Regions from separate parts of the Sus scrofa genome. Here region 1 is linked to region 2. A link is a contact called in public HiChIP or PLAC-seq data. All regions are on one chromosome and are shown on one strand. Each heading gives the region's core, a stretch centred on a gene start, on an enhancer-like site or on the middle of the called end of the contact. The rest is flanking DNA. Distances are from core to core; before and after follow the strand shown. Region 1 holds the start of SUSD1 (sushi domain-containing protein 1). Region 2 overlaps SUSD1 (sushi domain-containing protein 1).

What was found. HiChIP or PLAC-seq counts read pairs in DNA pulled down with a chosen protein or histone mark.
Region 1: a contact with region 2 is called in an H3K27ac HiChIP or PLAC-seq map of alveolar macrophages. The contact joins the promoter of SUSD1 here to the enhancer-like site in region 2. A contact is called at or near these places in 2 of 5 promoter capture datasets (fetal liver and liver), 9 of 47 Hi-C or Micro-C datasets (blood, embryonic fibroblasts, liver and 1 more) and 2 of 2 datasets of contacts at active chromatin or transcription factors (alveolar macrophages and skeletal muscle).

What each region holds. Positions count from the first base shown.
Region 1 is chr1:252,952,559-252,958,611 of Sscrofa11.1, reverse strand. It overlaps SUSD1 (sushi domain-containing protein 1), which reads left to right and starts at 2,099. Exons shown (of 16, transcript XR_002337296.1): 1 at 2,099-2,622.
Region 2 is chr1:252,901,777-252,907,806 of Sscrofa11.1, reverse strand. All of the region lies in intron 6 of SUSD1 (sushi domain-containing protein 1), which reads left to right. Among named protein-coding and RNA genes, the nearest start is that of SUSD1, 52 kb to the left of the region's middle. Within about 2 kb of position 1,371, at least 25 of the 83 cell types and tissues checked have an H3K27ac peak or open chromatin away from gene starts, as enhancers often do. A contact at or near this core is called in alveolar macrophages, fetal liver, liver and 1 more, where this site is marked.

The sequences.
Region 1 (6,053 bases), core at 850-3,349, 50 kb before region 2:
CAAAAAGACAAACAAACAAACAAAACAATAACAAAAAAACAGCTATACAATATAACGTGTACATATGTTTTTATATATCAGTTAAGAATGAAAAAATGAATTTGCTAATAGATGCAAACCTGGTTACCTGGTTAATATCACATAAGACAAAATCTAATTAGGTTTATCTTACTTTTACCCAGCAGAAATCACCATTATCGGTACTGGAAAAATTAATTTCCATTGCTATGGACAAGCATTTTTTTCATTACCATCAACTTTCTGCAAATTAGCTTTACCTCTATAGAGTTATAAATAGCCTGTTCAATAGAAAGTCTATCAAAGGTGCAGGACCCTGTAGAATCAGATAATCTCCAGAAGGGCTACTACACAACTGAAAGGACAACCAGTAGTCTCTTTTGCCCATTTCCAGTTTGGGGATATTTTTCCCTGACATCATCGATTTTATTTTTTAATATTTATTTATTTATTTATTTATTTATCTATCTATCTATGGCTGAAGTTCCCAGGCCAGGAATCGAACCTGCGCCTCAGCATTGACCCAAACCACGGCATGGAGCATGGTAATGTACGAAAATAGAATGTGTACATGTATATGTAACTGAGTTGCCATGCTGTACCATAGAAAAAAAATTGTATTGGGGAAATAACAATAAAAACAAATAATATATGTACATGTACATATTTATATACTTATTTTAATCAATTAATTGATTCTGCAGGGAGGCAAGGCAGAGAAGGAGAGGTATATAGGTGGGCTTAAAAATGTCTTTTTTTTTTTTTTTTTTTTGGACTGTGCCCAGTGCATGTGGAAGTTCCTGGGTTAGGGATCAAACTCTTTCCAGAGCAGTGAGCAGTGACCAAGGTGGATCCTTAACCCACTGCGCCACAAGAGAACCCTAACAATGTCTTAAATGAATGTATTTTTGTTGAAACAATTACATTATTTCAAAGTTCATGAAGGTTAACCAAAAACTGTCTAAATACTAGGAGACAGGCTGCAGTCCTGGAACTGTCTATCTCCTGCTCCCCTAAGCAGGCTCCTATCTTTGCTGAGCAAAAAACAATTAGCAAGAAACCTGCTGCAAAAGGGCTTAGGAATTTTATTTTTAACTACTTCTTTTTAAGGCTGCACAACAAGTTTAGCCCTTATATGGGTGTGTTCATGGGTGGTTAGGGTTAGAGCAGGGGGGTGGGTGGCACAGAGAGAAAGCAAGTGAGGATGGGAGTGAAGCAGTGGGGGGCCCTGTTTTGAGGGATCCCCAAGACATCCCAAGCTGAAAGCCTTCAACCTGGAACTTATTTTTCTTCCCCTTGCAGCCTCTCCCTACCCCCTTTGTGTTTCTATTTCAGTGACTATTTCACCATCAACCCAGTTGCCCAAATCAAACGTTTAGGTGACATCTGTAATTTCTCCTTCCTTGTCTACCACATTCTACTGGTCATAAAAGCCAGTGGAGTCCACCCAGTACCACTCTCATTTGTCACTTCTCTTCCCACTCATGGCCAGTGCCCTGCTCCCAGACAAGTGCTCCCTTGCCTGGATCTCTGCAGCAGCTCCAGGCCGACCCCCTGCCTCCCCAACCCAAACCCGATCCCACACAGTGGACCCTGGGAGCCTTTTCTGATGAGGTCACTCTGCTTAAAGCCCCGTGACAGCTTCTCCGCAACCTCCTTTACTTGGTACATGAGGTCTTTATTTCCACAGCTCACTGCCTCTCTCCAAGGGTCCTTCGCACTTTGAGGAGGTCCTGCTCCCCATTTCTAGAATCGCCTTTCACCGCTTAGATTCCTCTCCTGCTCTTCTCACCCTCAGGTCTTCGCTTACTTGTTCCTAAGGCCTCCCTGAGTCCCCAAGCTCAGTGGCCTCTGAGCAGCAGGAACTCCTGCCAGCTCTGTCGCCTCTGACAGTCTTGTCGCTTGGTCGTGCCTGTCGCCCCTGGGTGGCCTGGACCGGCAGCTTCTCGCCCTCTCACTTTGCTCTTGTAGCTCCAGACACTTCACCTTAGTTCTCTATCAGCTCCTGGAAAATTCCTCCTCTTTCTGCCCCTCACCTCTCTTCGTTTGCCCCCCAGGGGGTACCTCCCTGAGCCCCCGACCGGCTGGGATCCCTCGATCGTTCCGCACGCTTAGAGTTCGGGACATCTCCTCCTAGCACAGTCCGGGACTCTATATTCAGCTGTGTCATTAGGCTGGACCTGCCGGGTGTCCCCGGGCCCCCAGCGCGCCAGACGCGCAGCAGGTGCACTGCCGCCGGGTGTAGGAGTGAGGGAGCCGAACGAGCGTTCCCCCGGCGCGCAGCCTTGGTGGGGGTAGGAAGGCCGCACTCGCAGTCGCCGCCCCCCACCCCCACCCCCACCCCCGGGACCCCGCGGCGCCCTCCGCTCCCCCACGCGGCGCCGGAAGCGGCCCGCCCGTCCCCCTCCCCGGGGCGCCCGCCGCCTTATCTCGGCGCCTCCGGGCCGCAGGAGGAGTCGCGGGCGCGCGGGGTGGGAAGTGGCGGTGGTATGGCCCGGGGGCCCCGGGGCGCGGGCTTCCCGCCTGGCCGCCTGCTGTCGCTCCTGCTGCTGCTGCTGCTGCTCTGCCTGGCCCGCGGCGCGCCCCGGACGCCCGGCGCAGACGGTGAGTGCTGACAGGGAGCGCGCGCGGCGCCGGGGGCGCCCTCGGCCTGGCCCCAGACCCAGCCGGGCGCGCCCCGGACGCTCCTCCGCCCCTGGGCTGGGCGGGCTTGGAGCCTGGGCTTGGGGCGCAGGTCGGGGATCGAGAGGGCGGGGCTCCGACAAGCGGGAGGGCCTCCCGGGCGACTTCCCCGCCCCCGTCCCGGGGCCTCGGGGCCACTGTGGACGACAAGGGCGCGGCGGCCCGGCCTGCTGCCCCGGGAGGACCTGGCGCGAACTGGGGCTGGGCGCGAGCTGGGGGCCCCGGGAGAGCCGCACCCACTCAGCGAGGGCGTGGAAGGGCGTTCCGCTTGCACTGTCACGCTTCCGGCCCCGCTGTGGCTTTGAGGGACAAATTCTTGACCCGAAGCAATTTTCTTTCTACCTTTTAAGTTTTTACCTTTGATGAAGAACCAGATGCTAATATGGTGAGAAAGAAGTGTAAGGAACTTTAGGGGAATAAAGCATTCATTAATTAGTTCATGTATTCAACAGATGAATGATCCTTGAATAGTTTCTGTGTGAGGGATGTGAGGTCGCGGTGCTGGCCCTATTCTGGGGAAAACAGACAAGCAAATAATCCATTTCCTGGCAGTTGACGTATTTTTTTTTTTTTTTTCCCTCTTTTTAGGACCGCACCCGTGGCATATGGAGATTCCCAGACTGGGGGTCGAATCCCAGCTGTAGCTGCCGACCTACGCCACAGCCACAGCAACGCAGGGATCCGAGCAGCGTCTGTGACCTACACCACAGGTGGCCTTATGACCAGATCCTTAACCCACTGAGCAAGGCCAGGGATCGAACCCGCGTCCTCATGGATGCTTGTCAGGTTTGTTAACCACTGAGCTACCAGGGGAACTCCTTGATGTAGTTTTTAATGCCCCCTGCAGAATGCAGTGTGGAATGTGGTAGGAGTTACACGGAGGATTTAGACATGGAGGGGAGGTGGCATTTACTTGAATAACTGTGATAAGGGCAGAATGCCAGAAGTGCTCTGAGAAGGTGGGTGGTCACAGGAGGGAAAGGCTACATCTAACTCAGGGAGTCTGGTGGCCTCATGAATGTGGTGACCCTTGAACTGGGCTAGCAAGGATTGGTAATATTTGGATATGGGAAGATGAGGAACGGAATTCTAGCTCATAGCAGAGGGCACAGTCAGCTCTCCACAAATATGTGTAGAATGAATGAATTCCAGATGGAGGGGACAAAGTGAGGAAGCACGCGGAGGCACCAAAGCATGGGCCTGTGGTTCAGTTTGATGGGTATGTAGGAATGAAAGGGAAATGAGGGCAGAAAAGCAGATTGGAATTAACCAGAAGGCAGAATGCTGTGATTGGCAGATCAAGGCATTTAGATCTCACTGTTTCTGGGCAGTGAGTAGCCACGGGAAGTCACTGCAAGTTTTAGTACAGGGAGTTATCCCAGAAAGTGGTTATAAGAAAGCTCTCCAGCTTCCTTGATAAGACCAAGTACTCATCCCGTAGTAGATGGCAAATTTCATGGAGGGAGCTATGGGGGGACTTTGTGGCTCAGACTGCTGTTCCCCCCAATTCTCTTCAGCTCGGAAATTTTACCATCACTGGCAGGTAGTTCTTTTGATGGCTGAACCTTCTAGAGCAGCCAGTACATCAGATGCTCTGATGATCTAACTTCCTTCTCTAACTCGGTCTCCCATGGCTGTGCTTAAAATCTTGTAGACACTTGGAGCCTATTTCAAAATCTTTGTGTTAAGACTGTAGCCTAGGAAACTGTCCACTGTGGTCTCACTGACTTGCTGGGCTAAGGTGGTTGAACAAAGTAACTGCCTAGGGTCACCCATCTGCACCTGCTTAAATGCTATGGGGTGAATTTTGGGAAATGGAAGCCAGGGTTGCCTGGCTGAGCCTCCTCTCCCCATGTAGGCATCCTCCCACCATTTACAACCATGGAGAATCTGGTTTGATTAGAGGCACGTTTCCTTGCAGTGGACGCAATGTGGGGACTGACTAGAGGCTTAGGGGCCATTGAGGAAGTTGTAATATCTCTTCTTGAAGTTCTGAGGCTTGGCAGAAGGACCTAAGGGCTGCATGTAGATGATAAGGTAGAAATGGATTAGAAGGACTTAATGACAGATATTAAGGTGCAAGGAAACGGAAGAGGGAAGATGGAACCCTAAGGGTTTGGGGCTGAAGGATGACTTGGGTAGATGGTTCTAGAGGAGCAGAAAAAAAGATTTGGGAAGAAAAATGACTAGTTGTTTTGGAGATCCTGCTGTTGAACTGCTGTTAGGACTTTTGCAGAAATGAAATCAACAGGGAGTTGAGACTATGGACAAGAAGTGTGTGCAAATGATGGAGACTTGATTGTCACTTGAAGCCTTGAGGTTCATGAGTATGAGGAACAAGGACAGATTTCTTGGAAAGACCATGTTCAGATGGTAGGTGCAAGTAGAGGATAAAGAGCCATGGCCACATAGGTCAGAGGAGGACTGGGCTAGTAGAGCATCAAGGAAACCAGGGGAAGGGGAGCCAAGAGAGTAGAGGTTGAGAACAAGGCTTTGGGTTTGGTGACTGGTCAGTGGGAGCCAGAGCCAGCAGAGCAGTGAGGGTAAGAGCCAGATGCAGAGAGCTCTGGTGAGTGCAGGACTTTGGCTGCAGAGTAGATGCTCTTTAAAGAAGATAGAAGGATGGAGTTCCCTGGTGGCTTAGCAGCTGAAGGATCTGGCAGTGTCACTGCTGTGACTCAGATTTGATCCCTTGCCTGGGAACTTCTGCATGCCTCTGGTATAACCAAAAAAAAAAAAAAAAGAAGATAAAAGGAAAGAGAAGATAGTGTGCAGTTGGTCTGGTCAGGTCAGTGCAAGAATTTTTTTTCCTTTTTAGGGCTGCACCTGCAGCATTTAGAAGTTCTGTGCGAGGGATCGAATTGGAGCTGCAGCTGCTGGCCTATGTCACGGCTTGTGGCAATGCCAGATCCTTAACCCTCTGAGAAAGGCCAGGGATCCAATCCTCACAGACACTATGTTGGGTTCTTTATCCACTGAGCCACAACGGGAACTCCTAGAATATATATATATATACATATATATATATATATTTTTTTTTTTTTTTTGCTGAAGGTGGTGAGAAAGCAGACTCTGGCACTTTTTAGAATGAGGGGAATTATTTAGTAGAGGGAGAAACTGAAAATGCAAAAATGAGTGAGTTATTTAGTGGAGCAGGTCAAAAGGCAAAGTTGGTCTACAAGTGGGAAAGCTTGGTAGGGAAGAGCGGGGAGGGAGAAGAATGGGGAACGGCTCTGCCCTTCCCCCACAGCTAGCTGCTCAGTGCTGTTTATTTTTCAAAACCAGCCCAATTGCCCTTCCTCCTGGAGGCCCCTTGGAGTTATCCAACACCAGCGACACCACACCCACACTTC
Region 2 (6,030 bases), core at 122-2,621:
TCAAACTGTTCTTGCGCCTCTGAGAGGTATTTGGAGGAAGTGAGGCAGCTGCCTCATGGGTTGCTGAATTCAACATTTGGTGGGAGAGCAGGGCATCGCTTCTGAACCCTCAGGCATTTGCTTCATGGCTCAAGCTGCTGTGCCTTCATCATTCAGAACGATGGGGGTACCAGGATTAGTCCGTCACTCCGTGAACAACCAGGGGATCTGCATGGGGCAGAGTAAGCTATTAATTAGCTGATGCTTGTAGAGCACTTTGAAGAACAAACATGTTATGTAACCGCTAATTATAATTACCGACCTCCGCCTGCCACCTTTCACAACGTCTGTGGCTCCAGCTGCAGCTGTTTCCACGGGCTTATGCAAGCTTTGATTTAAGGAGAAAAAAGGCATTCTCCTTGAGAGCTGTGATCTTTCTGTGACGAGGCCTCTATGCCCTCAATCAAGATTGGCAGCTAAATTCAATTTCCGCCGTTAAAGAAGGTGATTTACATGCTGATTAATTCATGGCACAGTGCACATGATCCGATTGTTGGGTGGGTAGGTAGGAGAGGCTTCTGGAACTGTAGTGAGAGAGGCGGATTACCAGGGCTCTTGCTCAGCTGCCTCTTCCTTCTTTTTTCTGTTTTTCACCCATTTCTTCATAGTTCTCTTTCTCTCCAGCTCTCTGCGCATTTTATATTTATGTTCCTCAGTGTTCACTTCTGGGTTTTCCCCCCATTTTCTTCTTTCTTTCTGTCTGTCTGTCTGACTGTCTGTCTGTCTTTTCTTGGGCTGCACCCGCTGCATACGGAGGTTCCCAGGCTAGGGGTCGAATAGGAGCTACAGCTGCCGGCCCCCACCACAGCCACAGTAATGCCAGATCTGAGCCGTGTCTGTGACCTACACCACAGCTCAGGGCAACGCCGGATCCTTAACCCACTGAGCGAGGTCAGGGATCGAACGCGCAACCTCATGGTTCCTAGCTGGATTTGGGTTTCTGCCACGCCACAATGGGAACTCCGCCTTCTACTGTCCTGCCTAACTTCTGAATGCCTTTTACCCCAGTCCTCTGTTTTCCTTCTGTCTACCCCCTTTTACTACTTGAGTGTTGAGTTCCAAATTGGGTGAAATGATTTATCTTCTTGTTACATGGGGTTTTTTAGTTAAAAATATTTTTGGAGTCCCAATTTCTTTGGCCTCGTATCACAGGTATGTATATGTTTTTAATGGAGTATGAACTCCAGCAAGGTGTTTTTTTTTTTTTTTTTTTTTTTTTTTTTTTTTTTTTTTTAAGGCTGGTTTAGACTGGAAACTCCAGACAGCTAAGAATTAGGCAATTACTTGAGTGTCTGGAAAAACCCCAGGTGGAAGCTTGATGTTCAGTGAGTCGGTTCACCTCAAGATCAAAGAGACTGATTCATTCTTGATAAGACTGTCCCTGGCTTTCATTCTGCACAGGTCATTTGGCTTTTTGTGTTTAGAATCTGAGTTAATAATTATGAAGTCGACGCTCACTCACTGCAGGCTCTGAGAAGAACCTCGTCTGTATTGAAACACAGACTGTTTGACGGCTGGGATCCTTTCTGAGCCCCCTCACCCGGCTCAGGCACAGAGTCCAAATGCCTCCAGATCTCCTGGTAGCTTTTGTCCCTTCTGGGTTTTTTTCTTGTTGATCTTCCTCTTCAGCTCAGTGGGTGATCACTTGCAGCGAAACCTATTTCAGATAGAAGAGAAAGGTCAGCCAGAATAAATGCCCACATTTATGCAAATAGCCACATGGCTGGGATTTGTTTGAATATGTGTATAATGTTTAGACGTCAAGCATTATAGCTGCCATTGATCAGGTACTGACTGAAACGCCCACGGCTCAGCTAAGAGGCTTGATGCTTGATTTCACTTTGTCCTCAGAAAAACCCTGTGAAGTACTTACTGTCATTTTCATTTCAGAGCTGAGTAATCTGAGACTCATAAAAGTTAAGCAACTTTCACAGAGTCATTGAGCAACTGGCAAACGGCAGAGCCAGAATTTGAATTCAGGTCTTTAAGCCTGGCAAGCCTGCCATCTCTTGCTTACCAGAGTTCCCCGAGCTTGAATTATTTGTAGAACACCCGGGTAATGTTTGCCAGAACAAAAAAGTTATTTATTTTATAAGTTTCTTAAAACAACTTTATTTAAGAACATTTAAAAAAATTAAAGTATAGTTGATTTATATGTTGTATTAGTTTCTGGCGTACAGCAAAGTGATTCAGTTATACATACATATATATATATATATACATTCACATGTGTATGAATATATATATATTCTTTTTCATATTTTTTCTTTTCTTTTCTTTTGTCTTTTTAGGGCCATACTCACGGCACATGGGGGTTCCCAGGAGAGGGGTCGAATTGCCAGCCTACACCACAGTCACAGCAACTCGAGCCACGACAGGAACTCCATATTCTTTTTGATTATGGTTTATTACAGGATATTGAATATAATTCCCTGTGCTATACAGTAGGACCTTGTTGTTTATCTATTTTATGTGTAGTATTTTGTATTTACTAACCCCAGACTCCCAACTTATCCCTTCTCTGCCTCCTTTCCATTTTGGTAACTGTAAGTTTGTTTTCTATGTCTGTGAATCTCTTTCTTTTTTGGAAATAAGTTATTTGTATCATATTTTAGATCCCACATATATGTGATATCATATGGTATTTGTCTGTCTCTTTCTGACTTACTTCACTTAGTATGATAATCTCTAGGTCCATCCATGTTGCTGCAAATGGCATTATTTCATTCTTTTTTTTTTTTTTTTTTTCTAGGGCTGCACCTGCAGCATAGGGAAAGTTCCCAGGCTAGGGGTTGAATCGGAGCGGTAGCTGCCAGCCTAGCCACAGCCATAGCAACTCAGGATCTGAGGCGTTTTGGTGACCTATACCACAGCTGCTGGCAATGCCAGATCCTTAACCCACTGGTCGAGGTCAGGGATTGAACCTGCATCTTCATGGATACTAGTTGGATTCGTTACTGCTTAGCCACCATGGGAACTCCTTTTTAAAACATTCTTTTTATGGTTGAGTAATATTCCATTGTGTATTCATGTGCCACATCCTTTTCATCCATTCCTCTGTGATGGACATTTAGGTTGCTTCCATGTCTTGGCTATTGTATGTAGTGCTGCTGTGGATGTAGGAGTGCATGTATCTTTTCAGATTAGTTTCGTTCAGATATATGCCTGGGAGTGGTGTTGCTGAATCTTATGGCAGCTCTATTTTTAGTTTTTCGAGGTACCTCTACATTGTTTTTCATAGTGGATGCACCAATTTACATTCCCACCAACAGTGTGAGAGGGTTCCCTTTCTCCACATCCTCTTCAGCATTTGTTATTTGTAGACTTTTTAATGATGGCCATTCTGACCTGAAAACAACGTATATTTAAAACTTAAATTTATAATTTAAATTTGTTGATAAAGGACAACTTTCTAATGTATGCGATATCATGAATTTGAGGAACGCCTAGTTTTTTTTTTCAAATACACACAAAAATCAACACAAATTGAACATATAAAAATGTATTCATGTGCCACCAAAAATCACCTTAAAGTGTACAGTGCATTTTAGGAAAGCACTACTCTAAGCCATGCTATTTTATGTGATCCTAAAGCCGTAAAAACAAGAAAAGAAACATAGCAGAACTCTTATGGCTCAACATGCATTTATTCAAAGTTGTCACCTTGGGAAGCCAAACCCTTACTTCAGTGATGCTGCTGTTATCAACGTGTGTCGGTTTTGTAATCTGTTTGAGAAGTGCCTTCAGAGGTGGTTTACGAGTCATATTAGAAGATCGGTCATATCCCTTTTGAAATCAGCTACTGTTTTTTTTTTTTTTTTTTTTTTTTTTTGTGCTATTTCTTGGGCCACTCCCACGGCATATGGAGGTTCCCAGGCTAGGGGTCGAATCGGAGCTGTAGTCACTGGCCTACACCAGAGCCACAGCAACTCGGAATCTGATCCGCTTCTGCAACCTACACCACAGCTCACGGCAACGCCGGATCCTTAACCCACTGAGCAAGGGCAGGGACCGAACCGGCAACCTCATGGTTCCTAGTCGAATTTGTTAATCACTGCGCCGCAACGGGAACTCCTGTTTTTGACTAGAAGTGACACTGAGCTTGACATTCTCCGAGGGTCTCCTGAATTTATTCTGTAGGACCTTTTACTGTTTTCAGAAATAAAGAAAATGGGTATGCAATGGGAAACTAAGAGTATATGCCAGACTAAGCGGAGCCCACAGTGGGACATTTGAGAGAGCAACGTGTGCTCACTGTCTCTGTCCCCCCCACCCCCTTCTCAGCCTCCTGAAAGAGCATCAGGCATCCAACACCCACCTTCTCTATCGCTCTCTCGCCAAGGTCACTGATGACCTCCCAACTGTCAAATTCATATTCTTGGGTCAATCCTCTTAACCTTCCCACAGCATTTAGCATTGTCGATCCTCTATTTTTATATTCATCCATCTATCCAATCAGTCAACCAAATGATTAGATATTTGAAGAATATCTATGTCTAACCAACTGCATTAATTTCTGGGGGTGGGGAAACACACCTGGTCTTTGAAGTCCTAGAGCTTACATTCAGGGCAGGTAGACATTAAATAACTAATTACAAAACTGTTTAATTATCACTGTGATGTGCACCACAGAGAAATACTGGATGCTAATAGACTACTAAGATACATAGCTTTATATATATGCATGTACATTTATACACTCACACACGCATGTGCGCATGCTCTCTCTCTCTCTCTCTCTCACACACACACACACACACACACACACATACACACGCATGCACCATATTCAGATGCTAAAGCAAAGCAAAGGCACTGTATTATCGGAGTTCCTGTTGTGGCTTAGTGGTAGTGAACCGGACTAGTATCCATGAGGATGTGGGTTCGATCCCTGGCCTTGCTCCGTGGATTAAGGATCGGTGTTGCCGTGAGCTGTGGTGTGGGTCAAAGATGGGGGCTCGTATCCCACGTTGCTGTGGCTGTGGCCTAGGCCTGCACCTGCAGCTCCAATTTGACCCCTAGCCTGAAAACTTCCATATGCTGCAGGTGCAGCCCTAAAAAATAGGTACTTTACTACCTACAGAGGCTTCGGTTCGCAAAGTCCCAAAGTTCACTGCAGAGTTCACTTGGATGCTGTGGGGGCCTCCTTCATTTAAAGCGAGAGAGTCCTAAGCGTCCTGCAGCTGGACAGGCCAGAGACCTGCTCTGCCTCCCTCCATCCAGAGTCAGGCCTCAGATGTAATCATGGCACCCGCTGCCCTCCACGGGGCAGGAAGAGCATCTGAGGGGGGAGAGAGCGTCTGAGCCCCCAGGGCCGAATGTTCTCCAGGCCCGTCTTGGGTGGGGTGAGGAGGCTGGGGAGGGGGGTTGGAGGGAAGGAGGGGCGATCACTTTGGAGGAAGCAGACACCCCTTCAGCTCATCTACTCCCCTGACTCCCGAGGCGTCATGCTCTCCCAGCCAACATCCTTCCTCTTTCTCTTCTTCTTTCCCCTGGGTTTCCGTGTGTCCCAGAGCCCTGCCCTCCTGCCGCTCGGCCTCCACGTCCTACCTGGGGGTTCCACCTGCCCCCAGGGCTTCAGCCGCCATCCATACACGGATGACCTTTGAGACTGTTTTTTCACCTGGATAGATGAACTCAGATGTAGGGCGTTCTAAACACCATGCATCGATCTGTGTCTCACAAAACCAGTCTGCTTCCTCCTGTATTTCTTATGAGAGCAGCAAAAGGCCATCCATTCCGACTCTCAGGCTCAGAGACTGGCGGTCAGCCTAGATTCCTGGCTGTCCCTTATCTCTTGCCTCCTGTTGCTGCTCCTTCAGAATTGCTCATGGTTTTAAATACCGTGCCCTGATTTCATCTTTTCACCTTTTTGCTGGATAACTACGTTAGTGTAAAGGCTCTGGGCTTTGGAGTCTGGCAGGTCTAGTTTTGAGTCCTGACTTGACTGCTTGCTGGCTGTGTGACCTCTGGCAGGTTACTTAACTTCTC